Linked DNA regions of Mus musculus: region 2 is linked to region 1. Evidence: chromatin contacts called from public Hi-C data. All regions are on one chromosome and are shown on one strand. The core of a region is the stretch at or near the end of the contact, and the rest is flanking DNA. Distances in the headings are between cores, read along the strand shown.

Region 1 (6,845 bases), core at 3,848-6,347:
GAGAGTCATACAAGTGTGATGCCAATGCTATTCAGAAGTTTATATACTTTGTTTCTGTAAAGTAGAAGTGGAAATGTGGACAGTTTTGAAAGGCATAATAAGTAATATCTAGTAATTTTTATAATTAAATAGTAATTTTAATAATACAATGTAATTTGGAGTGGTTTATAACAAAGTCTGTTTGGTAAGTACAGCAAGACAGAGGACAAAGATGTGTGACAAAGTTGGTCTGGCTGTGTGGACATATTTTAGTCTTCCAATTTGCAATATGAGTTTAGCTACTGAAAACTCAGAGAGAGGACCTGAGGCAATCTTTTCTTCTTTGGCAGATCTAGACTTAAGTCAGATAAGGGACCTTCACAGAAATACTCTGTCTGCTCTAGGAAGGAAAGGAGGCAAGAAGGACTTTGATTCTGAAGTCAATTAAAAGACCTTTTACCATCCCAAAGTAGCTGGCTTTGGAGTGCTGTCTTTTGAGCCTTAGAAAGTTCAAATTGCATAAAATGTTTGACAATACCACCCACACAGTCAACTCCCTGGGGAGAAGTACAGCATAGTTTACTCCAAACCAGAATTTGTTTTGAAGCAAACATCCTAAAAGTATGGCAAGTTAAAAGGTGCTGCATGGTAAGTTTTCTTCTTAGAGTGTAGGACTTCGGGGTGCCCAAAAGATCTATTTGGAATTTTGGTGCTAGTGCTGATAAAGCAAAGACTGCAATTAAAAATCTTTGGCAAGAGTCTGGAGAAATAGCTCAGTGGTAAAAAGCCCTGGCTGCTCTTCCAGAGGTTCTGAGTTCAATTCCCAGCCCCCACATTGAGGCTCACAACAATGTATAATGGGATCTGATGGTATATAGACATGCATGCAGGCAAAACCCTAAAATATATGAGCAAATAAGTCCTTGGAAAAAAATTTTTTAAATGGTTTTCAATAAAATTGAAAAGAAACCCTATCACGTTGTTATCTTACAGATTGCTAACAATTGGTTTTAAAGCCAAATCACTTCCTGGCATTTACTCAGAAGTAGGCTAGAAGATCGTGAATATTGCTATGACAAAATTTCTTCCATTTCATTCTCATTTTTTTATGTGAATGATGTTGCTCAGCTTTCATATTTATTAAAACAACTACAAAAATAGTAGTAGGACTGCGGCTGAGCACATTTCATTTTAGTAAGAAGTATTGCTCGTGGGCGGATGCTGGAACTGATTAAAAAACATTCAATCCATCATTTCCCTAAGAGATGTGCTTCCAGTAACAATTGACTTCTTATACTTATTTACCAAAATGTGTAACAAATTTATGATGTCTTAATCATTTCTATTAATAACTTTTGAAACAATTCACTTTAGAAAGAACATTTAGGGAGTATTATAGGCACAAGAAATTTAAAAAATGCATTTATTTTTTTTTTTCAGAAGATAGTGAAACAAAATGGATAAAGGCCCTCAGACACAGAATGAAATCCATTACGGTGAATATCAAGGGGGAAAGACGATGTAAACTTTTGGGCAATAACAGAAGAGCCTTCGCTCTTATTTTTAATGGATTATGTCATTACTAAAGTGCTGTGTGATATAGATTACAGAGGCTATATTTGAAAGAGTAATGTAGGAGCTTAGACTGTCCTGTGTGTATAATATTCGGTTAGTTCATATTTTATAACTCTTTAAACCTAGGAGAGATATTTGGCATGCCACCTGAAGGGTGAGCAAGCAGACCTGATCCCTGACTGCTGACACAGAGTAGCCTCACTTAATCTCTAGTATGTAAAGTAGATAACCAAGCTCACAGGGCACTGTGAGAGGTCAGTGAAGTAACAAAGACAAAGAAAGGTTGCAGCATGAATGTTGTTTTGACCATCCTACTGTGTCAAGGTAGGATACTCAGTTGAGTTTCTTGGTTTGAGAAAGGTTGGGGTATGGGAACAGCCTCATCAGCAATGAGGGGTAGGGGTGGAGGCAGTACTGAGCAGTGGAACAGAGGGAACAGGCAAGAATCCCAAGAGATGACAGAATCCTGGGTGCTACTGCCCCTGGGTAAGTCCTGAGCAGGAAGCCAAGCACATCCTCACTCCTCTATGCCTTTGTGCATTGTATCAAATCCATGACAATCATTATGTAACTTAATCCTATGAGCAAATCTATGTGCTTTATTTATTTGTTTGTTTGTTTGTTTGTTTGTTTGATTTTTTGAGGCAGGGTTTCTCTGCATAGCCCTGGCTGTCCTGGAACTCACTTTGTAGACCAGGCTGGCCTTGAACTCAGAAATCTGCCTGCCTCTGCCTCCCAAATTCTGGGATTAAAGGCGTGCGCCACCTCGCCCGGCTCTGCTTTATTTATTTTTAATGCATCTGTTTATTTCAGAAGTAGAGCCTATGAAAAGTTAAATACTTTGTTCCCAGGGAGGCAGGCTAGTAAGTGAGATCAGAATCAAATCTAGGTATGTTTGTCCCTAAACCCAGCCCCATCTGTGTTCAAAACTGTGACCTTAATCTGACTCTACATGCTCCTTTCCAGGAAGGCTGTGGCATTAAAGACTACTCTTGTAACCTAGGTTCTAGGAACGGTCCTTTAGGTAGGGCCAGAGACTTTAAAAGCTCAGGGGCTAGCAGAACTCCTCCAAGACCTATGCCACCCCAAAGTAAGGGTTGGAATCTGGAGTTGGTTCCTGGGGTGATGCCAATGTGCTTGTGCCTCTCCTATCTATTAGTTCTCAGAACTAATGCATCCTCAGGCTTAGATAGGGCTTGGATGGCTAATGTCTTGCTGCCTATACCAAAGTAAATCCAATCTATAGTCTCTATGGGCAGGCTGATAAGAAAAGATAAGACAGTTCTGTTAAGTCAAGATATTTGAACTATGTCGTTCTTGTAGGAAGACTTTGTTGGGAAACCATTACAACACACTGCAGTAGGCCCAGTGCCAAAGGTTAGTATAATAATGGGGAGGTGATAATGGAAGAGGCTTTCAGCTCAGTTCATATGAGGCCTCCTTGGATAGACAAGAAACAAGAAATGCATTACATTATAAAGGAACACAGAAGTGAGATCCCCCCTCCCGCCCCCGTCTCAACATCTCTCAATCTCTGCCTGTTACAGAGTATGGCTGGCATACCCTGTCCTCTACCCTGAGCTCTCCAGCTCAGGGACTGGGCTGCCCTTCCACAGAAGGCTCTTCCCTATATGATACAGACATTGTGGTTACCCACCACCCATCTTTTTGAACCTCCTGGCTCCCCTTTCTTCTCCCTTCCCTTGCCCTCCCTCTCTCCCCATGTGGACCACCTAAGCCTGGTCATGACCACTCTGGACTCTCCCAAATGTGTCTACCTAAGAGCAGCCACCTCTCTCTCTCTCTCTCTCTCTCTCTCTCTCTCTCTCTCTCTCTCTCTCTCTCTCTCTCTCTCCCCTCTCTCTCTCTTTCTTTCTTTTTGTTCAGGCTCAATTTTAAGTAGAGGCAATGGGATTGGAAAGGAGGAATGAGCATTTTTCCGAGCCTGAACTCCTTCAGGATAAGTAGTAGGCACACTCGAAAAGAAGTGCAGCTTCAAAGGGGATTGCAACCCCATAGGAAGAACAACAGTATCAACTAATTGGACCCCCCAGAGATCCCAGGGACTAAGCCACCAAACAAATTGCATACACGAGCTGGCCCATGGTCCCCACTACATATGTAGCAGAGGATGGCTTTGCCTGGCCTCAGGGGGAGGGGATGTGCTTGGACCTGTGGAGGCTTGATGCTCCAGAGAAGGGGGATTCTAGAGGGAGGAAGTGGGAGTGGGTGGGTAGGTGGGGGAGCACCCTCTTAGAGTCAAAGGGGAAGGGAGATGGGGGGCTTGTGGAGGGAGAACCAGGAAGGGAGACAACATTTGAAATGTAAGTAAATAAAATAATTAATTAAAAATAAAAAGTGCAGCTTCCTAGACCAACCAGAGAGGTCAGTATTGGAAAATAAAGCCAGAAAGTGCCTTTTTTGCTGGGAGTCCCAGGTGATTCTTAACAGGAGTATAGCTGGAGGGTGGCAGGACTAGAAAGACAGTAAGAAGTAGCTTGAGCTGTTTTGGGGTTACAAACGTAGAATCACCGTGGGGCAGCAGGAAGTAGGTGTCTGCTGCAGTATCAGGGGGACAATTGTTGCCAGGCAACAATTCCTTAGCAAATGCTACAACTACAGCAGGGAGTTCTTCTGCTTCACTGAGAACTTGCTCTCAAAAGGAGCTTGTTTACAATAATGAGGCATGAAGCTAGGGATGGGAAGAAACCAAAGCAAAAGGCAGATTCAGCTAAAGTGCAGCCTGAGCTGCGCCCCCGCTCAGCAGTGTGAATAGCAGCTACCTTTCTTGGCCTTGAGGCAAGGGTACTAGCCTTTATACCCTATATTGATCAGTCCATAGCTGAGGGTTCCCAGTGAGAAATAGTTCTGTGGAGAAGGGTGTGCCGGTGAGGGAAATGAGACAAGACACGAAAGGTGTGTCCTCCTGAGGATGGGAGAAGAAATGGCTGATGGAGGCCAACCCTCTGCTCTAGGAGAGAACCTCTCCATGGTACATTTCTCTAGGGCACTCTGCAGGACCACACTGAGGCTACTACCTAGCTGAGACATAATTACTTAGCTTTCTGCTTCTTCTTTCTGTTATGACTGTATTCATTGCACAAAACAGTAGGTTTCATATGACAAGTTCATGTGTGTTCATAGTCATTGTTCAAGTTCATTGCTCATAGTTGCCCAGCACTGCAACCTTTTGGATTCCAAGCCCTGCTGGCCTTCTTCTTTTTCCAAATAGTGCCCCATTCTCTTTCATTTCTTCCCTTCCTGTCCATCACTCATGCAGTATTTTGTTAGAGGAGAGACGCTGTTCTTCTAACTTTGCTTTCTTGCCTTGCCCCATGTCCTCACACCCTTTTGCTTAGGGGAGTAACTTCCCCAATGTCATAGTTTAGATCTTAAGTGCGTCCCCTGCTGCCTTACTCGGTGTTAAAACCTGGTCTCCAGCCTGTGTGCTGCTGGGCAGTGGAACCTAGTTAGAGGATCCTTGTAGCACCTCTTGAAAGGGAGAGGTCTGTGGTCCTTCCTGTCGTGCCTATGTTTTGCTTTTGGGCCACCATGAGGTGAATAGTTCTGTCACTGCCTGCTCCCTGCCCAGATGTACTTCCTTACCACAGACTTCAAAACAACCAAACTGACCACAGACTGAAGTTCTGAAACTGGGAGCTGAAGGTAAGTCTTTCTTCATAACTTGGTCAATACTTGGGTATTTTGTGATGCTGATGTAAAGCTAGCACACCTATAACCCCCCTGCCTCAGTTTCTAACTCTAGACATCCTGACTTAAATCAAGGGAAGGGAGGAGACAATACTGAATTCCACCTTTTCTTAATTTGGTTTAGGGGATAAGAAGATGTCAGGTTTGTTTTGTTCTCTTGTCTTGTGAGAGACATACATTTAGTATTTCTAAGACCCATAGGAAACAGAAAGAAAACTGGAGCAATGCAGTTCAAGATACACAGGCAGGGAGGTGAGCAGCCTGCTCAGGCTCACTGCTCTGTAAAATCTCTGGGCTACCCTGTTCTAGCTAGGGAATCTCACAGGTGGGTGAGTCAGCTTCTCCACTGGGTTTCCTGTTCCTCTTCTCGGTGCCAGTCCCCACAGTGTCTGTTCACCATGGTGGAAGTGATGCTGTAAAGATGCAGAGCACATCACACTGCTTTCTATTTTAAAAGTTTGGTTCACTTTCTGTTTGATTTTTCCATAATACTGATCAGCAACTGACAATCTGTGTATCTTTCTTTGCTTTCTCTAGAATTCACAATGATCAAAATCATGTGTGCCTTGTTTGCTGAAATGTATACCCAGCACCTTGGTTCATGTTTGGCCCATGCTAAGTGCTTAGTAAGTGCACTGGTTGCAGCACATTTTAAGTAAATATAAGAAATATATAAGTGGCCGGGCAGTGGTGGCGCATGCCTATAACCTCAGCAATTGGGAGGCAGAGGCTGTTGGATTTCTGAGTTCGAGGACAGCCTGGTCTACAGAGTGAGTTCCAGGACAGCCAGGGCTACACAGAGAAATCCTGTCTCGAAACAAACAAACAAACAAACAAACGAAACAAAACAAACAAACAAACAAACAAACAAAACCAACAAAAAAACCAAAAACCCCAACCCCTGTGTATATATATATATGTATATATACATATATATATATATACACACACACATATATACCTATATATATACACACATATATACATATACATATACATATACATATACATATACATATACATATACATATACATATACATATACATATACATATACATATATACACACACATATATATGAATATGTAAGTAAATATAAGAAGGGAAAAATAGCTTGAAGGCACTATTTTGAACTCTGTAGAAACGTATGGATGGATACCTCAGTAAAAATATGGACAGAGAATGATGCTTACAGAGCATATGCAGAGGTTGTTGACAAACTGATTTCATTTTGGAAAACAGTGCTTTCAGGTGCTGGGTGGAAAATGCTGGACCAGTGGATATTGATTAGTACTGCTTCACACTCAAGTTCCTGTTATTACGTAAGCTTGAGAAACTGTAAATCTAATTCTTCTTGGAAATTCATGATGATGAGGATTTATAAAGATTGATAATTTTAAAGGAGAATTTAATATCAATTTTGCTTGTAGAAAAGTGAACATTTGTGCAGAGTATTTTTTCCTTCACTGTATAAGCATGTTCTGTATAACATTAGTTTATGGATCTCGAGTCTTCTGATGTGGATCAGTTCTTGTCCTTGGTGATAGCATGCTAAATGCATTTGCTCTTAGTTAGTGGCA
Region 2 (6,825 bases), core at 1,532-4,031, 48 kb after region 1:
TGCTTTTCCAGCTGATGGACTCTCCTGAGAAGTCTTTAGTACTTCCTCTGACACTTGGTTCCAGAAAGTTCCACCAATACATCCATTCCTCTGATTAAATGAAATGTGTATATCTTTGGATCAGCAATGTGTGCTTTCACCTAAGGGCTCTAAATGGGGTCTACAACCCTCCTTAATTTGGCTGTAAATTCGCTGTCTGATTCTAGGCTGACGGCCTCTGGAAGTGTTCATTGGTTCACTGTTATCACTCTTTCTAACTTCACCAGTTTGTTCTGTATATACTATGCACCATTCACGGGGCAAGGAAGTAAGGAATTTAAAAAACAAAAACAAAAACAAAAACAGGTCAAATAATTCTGGGTATACAGAGAGGTAACTGGCCCTGTGGGGCTCCTAAGAAGATAACCAACTTGCTGAACTGGCTGTAATTATTTTTGTTGGTCAGGGATGCTGGATGCCTTTACAGAAACTACTGCATATTCTATCCTAGTCAGTCAGCACCAGGCTGTGTGTTGAGCACAGCTGGGGACTGTGCTCCTGACTGCCCTCTGGCTATCTTAAGACTTCTGAAAAGTTCAGGTGTTGCAGATATTATCTTTGGAGATATATATATATATATATATATATATATATGGTCTACTCTCAAGGTTCTGTGTTCTCCCAAATAAATAAATAAATATTCTGAGGTTTTCTCAGCAGACCGTATCAAGATTCCTGCTTTATCCCTCTTCTTACTTCTTGCTTCCTCATGCATGTTACTGATGGCTGGGTCAGACTGGAAAGCTGGAAGTGGGGCTATCTTCATCTACTCTCTCCCTTTTAATGATGGCCGAGTGCCCATGGAAAATGATGCTTGCAATTACTACATCACAGCTTTGCCAGACCCCAATGACAGTGACAGAAGTATGGGGATTCGGGTACTTTTCACCTCACAGATTCACCTTTACATTCTACAGGCACTTTTCAAGTCCCAAATCCAGAAGAGGGACACAGATGTCACCCTATTATTTGTAGGACTTTTGGAGAGAAGACCCTCAAACCAAAAAAGGTCATTCCCATGATTTTCCTTCCATCCAAAAGTGAACTCACAATCTAGATGGAGAAGGACCTTGTTTTCATGAAGAAATTCCTCTAGAGAGCATTGGTTGGGTGCCCTACCAATTACCAAAAAAAAAATCATTACAAAGCCATCCTATGCCTCTGCTGGGGGCAACTTTGATCTACATCTAGGTTCCTGGGGAAACTGCCTCCCATCCTCCTCACCACATTGAGGACTGGAGGCCAGCGGGAGTTTCCCAGTTGGGGTTTTTTTTTTAATTGAGGGAGGGTGGTATCATCTGCCCTTGCTCCAACAACTAGGACCTGAATCAGAAAAGTGACTCAGAGGACCTGAGTAAACACACTGAGTTCCTTTCTGATTCTCAGAAACTGAGGGCCAGGTGTGGATCTCCCAAGCCACAGGTATAGCCTTTTCCACACATTACTGGAACCCCCAGCAAGCTGGGCACTTGGAGAGTCCTTGTGCTGCAACCAAGCAGCGGAGAGGGAAAGCCTGAAGCCTTGGGAATGATGTCAGTTCACTTTCTAGTAGCTGAGCACCGCGTATCTTCTCCTCACACCTGGAAGAATGGGCGACGTGGAAAACAGGAGATACTCAGTTCTTTTTCTTGGGTGGGCACTTGTGATGCCCATGGTTAGGCCAGAGTGGTGATGTGCCTATCCCAGTGCACATAATTCATGCCTGATTCTGAAAGCAGAAATGTGAGATTATTTTTGGCCAAAGCTCAACTGATTTGGGTTAGTGCGTGCACACAGTCTTCTGCTGAAGGCAAGTGAACCGAGTATTCCTCAGTGACACGGTGTGTTAATGCCAAAGGTCACCTGCCAGCTGTCGGATGCCTGAACCTATGGATGCTTAACCAGCAGCTGAGTGAGTGTGAAAGTTCCCTGCTGACCCCTGGGTTGCTCAGGTGGCCTGTGCAGGACCCTGGCTCAGCTCTCAAGCTCTGCAGAGTGGGGTGGTGGAGATGCAGGGGAGGGGAAGGGAACTGCCATCTGAGCGCCAGCCTCCTGCTAGGCAAACCCGCCAGGGATGCTTGGAAGTGCTTTAATCTACACTGCTACAGCAGTGTGAGGTCTGGGGATTTGAATGGGGGCGGGGGAGGGATGTAAAAACCATAGCGCAGGATTTGGAAGGTCTGGTACAGGAGGAGAAAGCCCAGTTCCCTGTGCAGTCTGTTAGCCTGCTGCTCCACAATACTCTCTAGTTTCTATCCTTATTAGGTGATGGGAAGCACGCACTGCTAGAGTGCCCATTTGGGACAGGTATGACAGAAGTACCCTAATGTATCCAAGGACCCGCTTCTTCCTGTGACAGTCATCATCGTGGATGTATCTACTGAAGTCCTTTTAGAACCTGGGAGTGCTACTCAGCCTGCGTGGGAGTCCAGCTACGAGGTTCAGGTCCCCATTGGAGTGGGCAGCAAAAGGTTGTAGGCTGGAGTTCAGGTATTAAAGAGGTCGTGATGTCAAACTCAGGTTTGCTCACATTCTGGACGAATTCACCCTCTCTGTATCCTTACCCCACCCCCACTCCCACTCCTACCCGGTTCCTCAGCAATGACCTCAAAGACAGGGAGTGGACTGCTGCCTCCCTCCTGCAGAAGTGTAAGTAGCTCCAGCTATGACGTTATGGAAGCTCGGTCAGAGCTCTGATTGGTGGAAGAGCTACTGCGGACCCCCCACACCCTCAAGATCGAGAATAAGAGACCACGGCTCTGGGGACAAGACGCCTACAGCCGTGTGTGTGTGCTCTTCTGCAGTGGACACTTCACTCTCGCTGTTCCAACACGGGCTAGCAGGTGAGAAACTTAACTTCTCAACGCCTACAGCTCTCTCTCCTTTAGTTTGTTTCCTTTTGGTTGCTCTTTTTAATGCAGTATTTCACACTGTAGTCTAAGTTGGCCTGGCACCCACTATATAGCTCAAGTTGGTTCGTCTCAAACGCTAAGGTTCTCCTTTCTCAGCATCCTAAGGATGCGGATTACAGGCGCAAGCCACCACACCCCACTCTACTTGGATCCCTTTGCTGTCCTGGTTCCTTATCATTCCACATACATTTCCGCCTTCCTGCAGCCATTGTCAGAAAGTACAGTCTTGACATTTTCTTTTAACTAAAGTAAGTGGGACCCCTACGACTACTCAGCAGCACTGGAAGCTGGGCGACCCTATCTAGGCGCGTCTGTGCCCCCTCCTTGAGGGAAGGTGGTCTTGCCGCATCCTAACCAGTTTTAGGTTAAAGAGTTCCTTGGATTCGGGATTGGGGAGCACTGATCTTTTCTCTCAGATGTTTCCAGCCTTTAGCCTCCTGGGGTTATCAGCAAGCAGGTGGGTCTCGCTTCGCTGTGGGGAGGAGGAGTCCTCATCTGCGGTTCTGAGGTAGTTTAAAAAAAAAAATCTCCCAACTCTGCAGATGGAGAGAGGGGGATTAGTTCCAAGTTAACTTTCTTCCCCAGGGCAACCTCTCAGAAAGGGTGATTATAATAATTTCAACCTGTTAGAAATCCTTAGCAGCGGGACAGCAAGGCGCAGGGATCTCTGGGTGGTTTTTGGTTTCTTCACAGATGAGAGCCAAAGGGGCGCGGCACGTGTGTTCTCCTGCAAGCTGGGGGCAAATGAGTGCCGGTAGCTCCTCCTTGTTCTTAAACCGAGCAGAAACTGCAAACCACATCTACTCTCCCCCACTCGTTTCTGCTCTATCAAGCCACTCACCACACTGCATCTACTGCACGTTTTGAGAGCTGCAGTGTGGTAGGAGAAATAGAACCTGGGTCTATAGTCCTGAGCAATTGGACCATTCTTCTCTTCTTACAGAGACATCATGGACTTTTGGAAGTTCTTTCCTTTTCTGGCTCTCAGCAGCATATGGGTCCTGTGCCTGGCCAGCAGCCTCCAGGCTGCCCCTTTCAGGTAAATTAACCTGAATCAGAAGTGCAGTCTGGCTCTCCTCCGGCTGCCCCTGGGGTGTGTCAACTCTGCGGCTCTGTAGCCCTACTTGGTTATTGGTAATTCAGCGCCCTCATGTGGGAACTGGCCTAATGACCAGACCGCTACGCCCCTAGGGAAGAAGCAAGGGCTAGGAAGCTTGGTTTCTTATTTGGGGAGGAGATAGGCAGGGAATCAGAACCTGCACTGGCTTTGCTACCTCCACAGGTCCGCTTTGGAGAGCAGCCTAGACCTGGGCACCCTCGGCGACCAGGAAAAACATCTCTTGCTTGCTGCACTGATGCAGGACTATGAGCAGATGAAGGCCAGGAAGCTGGAACAGGAGGAGCAAGAGACTAAGGGCTCCCGGTAAGTCTCCTCCCCATCTGACCCCCACATGTAGGAGGACTTATTCCAGAGAGGTCGAGAGACAGTGGCCAGCAGTCCAAGGAACTAAACGTGAGTCCTAGCCTCCCACAGAGCTTCCAGTACCACCAGAGGGGCTCATAGTTGTTAGACACATTACAATGTTGTTTCTCCTGAAAACTCTTGGGAAAAGAAATGAGGAGATGTAGAAGGGATTTGGATTGCACTGATGGGGAAACATCAACATCGCTGAACCTGCTGAGGTAGGACTGGTAAGTGTGGTGCCAGAGGATGGACTAGAATTTCAGGAAGCTTTAACAGCTTCCAACATTTGCTGCTCTTTCAACTGTCAAGGAGCCTTCATTCCACACTTACAAGGAAAAGTTGTTGGGGTAGAAGGGGTCTGGGACAGGTAGCACAGAGTCTGAGGTAGGTCGGGGCATTCATAGATGTGTACACATTGTTACAGGGTCCCATGTTACATTGTTACAGGGCCCATGTGCTCCTAGCCCTGAAAGAGACCAACTCTGGCCTGGTTCCAAAGAAAAGCAATATGTTGACCTACACCCTGATCCACCGTCCCCCCCCCCCCACCCCAATCCCTGGCAGCATGAAAGACAAACAACACATGGAATGCCAGAAAGAGTCACCAATTTTCTTTGCCCTTCTCCACACTGTCCTGGCTTACTGCAACTCTGAGCCTTCCCAATGGAATTTGTGAGAACTCTACCTCTACCATCTCCTGCCCCAACTTCTAGTCCCCCTGCCTAGTTTAACCTGCTGACTGCCGTAAGATTAGCCCCTGGTGTTTAGTGCTGCTTGACATGTCTTCCCTGCCTGCAGTCTGGACAGTCCCAGATCTAAGTGGCATGGGATCTAAATAGGGTTCTGGGCATGTAGGTGCAGGATCTGAGCAACAGGATCTGAACAACGTTCCTGCCATCTCTGGTATGGACTCCAGGCCTGAAACACCATGACAAGACAAGAACACAGCAGGTTGCTTGCAGAAGGTCCATTGCTTTTGGTTTGAAGTGTCCAGGATGCTACTGGAGCCTTCTGAGTCCTTCCTAATTTCCTCTCTTGGTCCTTTTTTTAAAAAAAAAAATCTGTTGCGTGTGCATTTCTCTGCAAACTGGCAACAGCAGCTTTAGTGTGTCGGAGAATCAGTGGCCCAGAGTGGAAAGGGCAAGAACTGAAGTCAGAGGCAGGAAGGGAGCCTTCTGGAGCCTTTAGATAGCAGTTCATTACCTGCTCCTGAAGACTGGAATGAGCACATTCCTTACATCTCACTAATTTTCCTAGAAGAATCAGAGTTGCAGTGATCATTGCTCTGGTCAACCTCTGAAGCTTATGAGTGGCCAGGGCCTAGGAAAGAGCCTTAGTTTCAGGGGAGCTAGGCACAGGGCTTGTCTCTGTGACACAGCAATGACATCAAGCATGCTAAGGATCAGATAAGCACTTCTGAGCTGATGCTACAAATGCTGTTCTTAACTTCAGCAAGGTAAAAGGGTTTTTTTTTTTTTTTTTTTTTTTGGTTTGTTTTTGTTTTGTTTTGTTTTGTTTTGTTTCTATTTGGTGATGGTTTGAGAAAGAGTTTCTAGCAAAGACTCTCAGGTCATTTCCCTGAATGGCTTCGATAAATGCACTTAGGAGAAACACTTACGGTTAAGTGGCAGGTTGGAGGACTGCAGTTCCCAGGGGGTAGGAACTCCCCAGACCTCACTGACAAGACTTCTCTTCTTCTCTTCCATCCTGAATATCAGTGTCACTGCTCAGAAGAGATCCTGCAACACTGCCACCTGTGTGACCCATCGGCTGGCAGACCTGCTGAGCAGATCAGGAGGTGTGCTGAAGGACAACTTTGTGCCCACCGATGTGGGCTCTGAAGCCTTCGGCCGCCGCCGCCGCAGGGACCTGCAGGCCTGAGTCACTAGCAGCTCCAGGAAGAAGGTGATTTTGTACTCAGGATTGGGAGAGGAAGGACTGGGGAGCTAAGATCCACATCATGAAGCCCACCGACTGTTGTAGGACCTTGGGGTCCTATATATTTAATACTAGTTCTCTTCCTGAGGTAGTAAGTTCCTTCTCGAACTGAGTTTGAAAATGAAATCAGAAAGGCAGGAGAGACTGCATAGAAGCAGTGCCTTGTTGCTGAGAAGAGAGAAAAATGCTGCCTGGATTTGGACAGGGAAGGACCTGCCAATCTTACCCAGTGCCACACCTCACACATGGGCCCAGCTTCGACAGGGCTCTACTCTTGGTTGGCATTCCCCAGCTCAGACCACAGGGCTATAAGCAAGTCACTACCAAGATCTTTATTATCTTTTCTGCTTCTGAGACAGTCTCAAGTAGCCCAGGCTGGCTTCCTTCTAAGTACATAGAGCTAGCTTTGAATTCCTGATCCTCCTGCCCCAACTTCCAAGTGCCGAGATTGCATTGCAGGGTCTCCAAAACACCTAGCGCCACTTCCCATAC

What was found. A called contact is a pair of places that touch in the nucleus more often than the background predicts.
Region 2: a Hi-C map of CD8 T cells shows a contact between it and region 1, with 2.2 times the contacts expected there. The contact joins the promoter of Calcb here to the enhancer-like site in region 1. A contact is called at or near these places in 5 of 39 promoter capture datasets (cranial neural crest, embryonic stem cells, macrophages and 2 more), 1 of 15 datasets of contacts at CTCF or cohesin (CD8 T cells), 12 of 484 Hi-C or Micro-C datasets (the BV-2 cell line, the C2C12 cell line, CD8 T cells and 8 more), 2 of 115 datasets of contacts at active chromatin or transcription factors (Th17 cells and bone marrow-derived macrophages) and 3 of 9 other capture datasets (adipose tissue, liver and pancreatic islet).

Annotation. Positions count from the first base shown.
Region 1 is chr7:114,665,979-114,672,823 of GRCm38.p6, forward strand. No RefSeq gene overlaps it. Among named protein-coding and RNA genes, the nearest start is that of Calca, 33 kb to the left of the region's middle. Within about 2 kb of position 5,098, at least 17 of the 459 cell types and tissues checked have an H3K27ac peak or open chromatin away from gene starts, as enhancers often do. A contact at or near this core is called in CD8 T cells, Th1 cells and Th17 cells, where this site is marked.
Region 2 is chr7:114,715,862-114,722,686 of GRCm38.p6, forward strand. Calcb (calcitonin-related polypeptide, beta) reads left to right here and starts at 2,782. Exons shown (of 5, transcript NM_054084.2): 1 at 2,782-2,861; 2 at 3,874-3,969; 3 at 4,213-4,353; 4 at 6,114-6,300. The coding sequence starts at 3,881. The coding sequence ends at 6,276.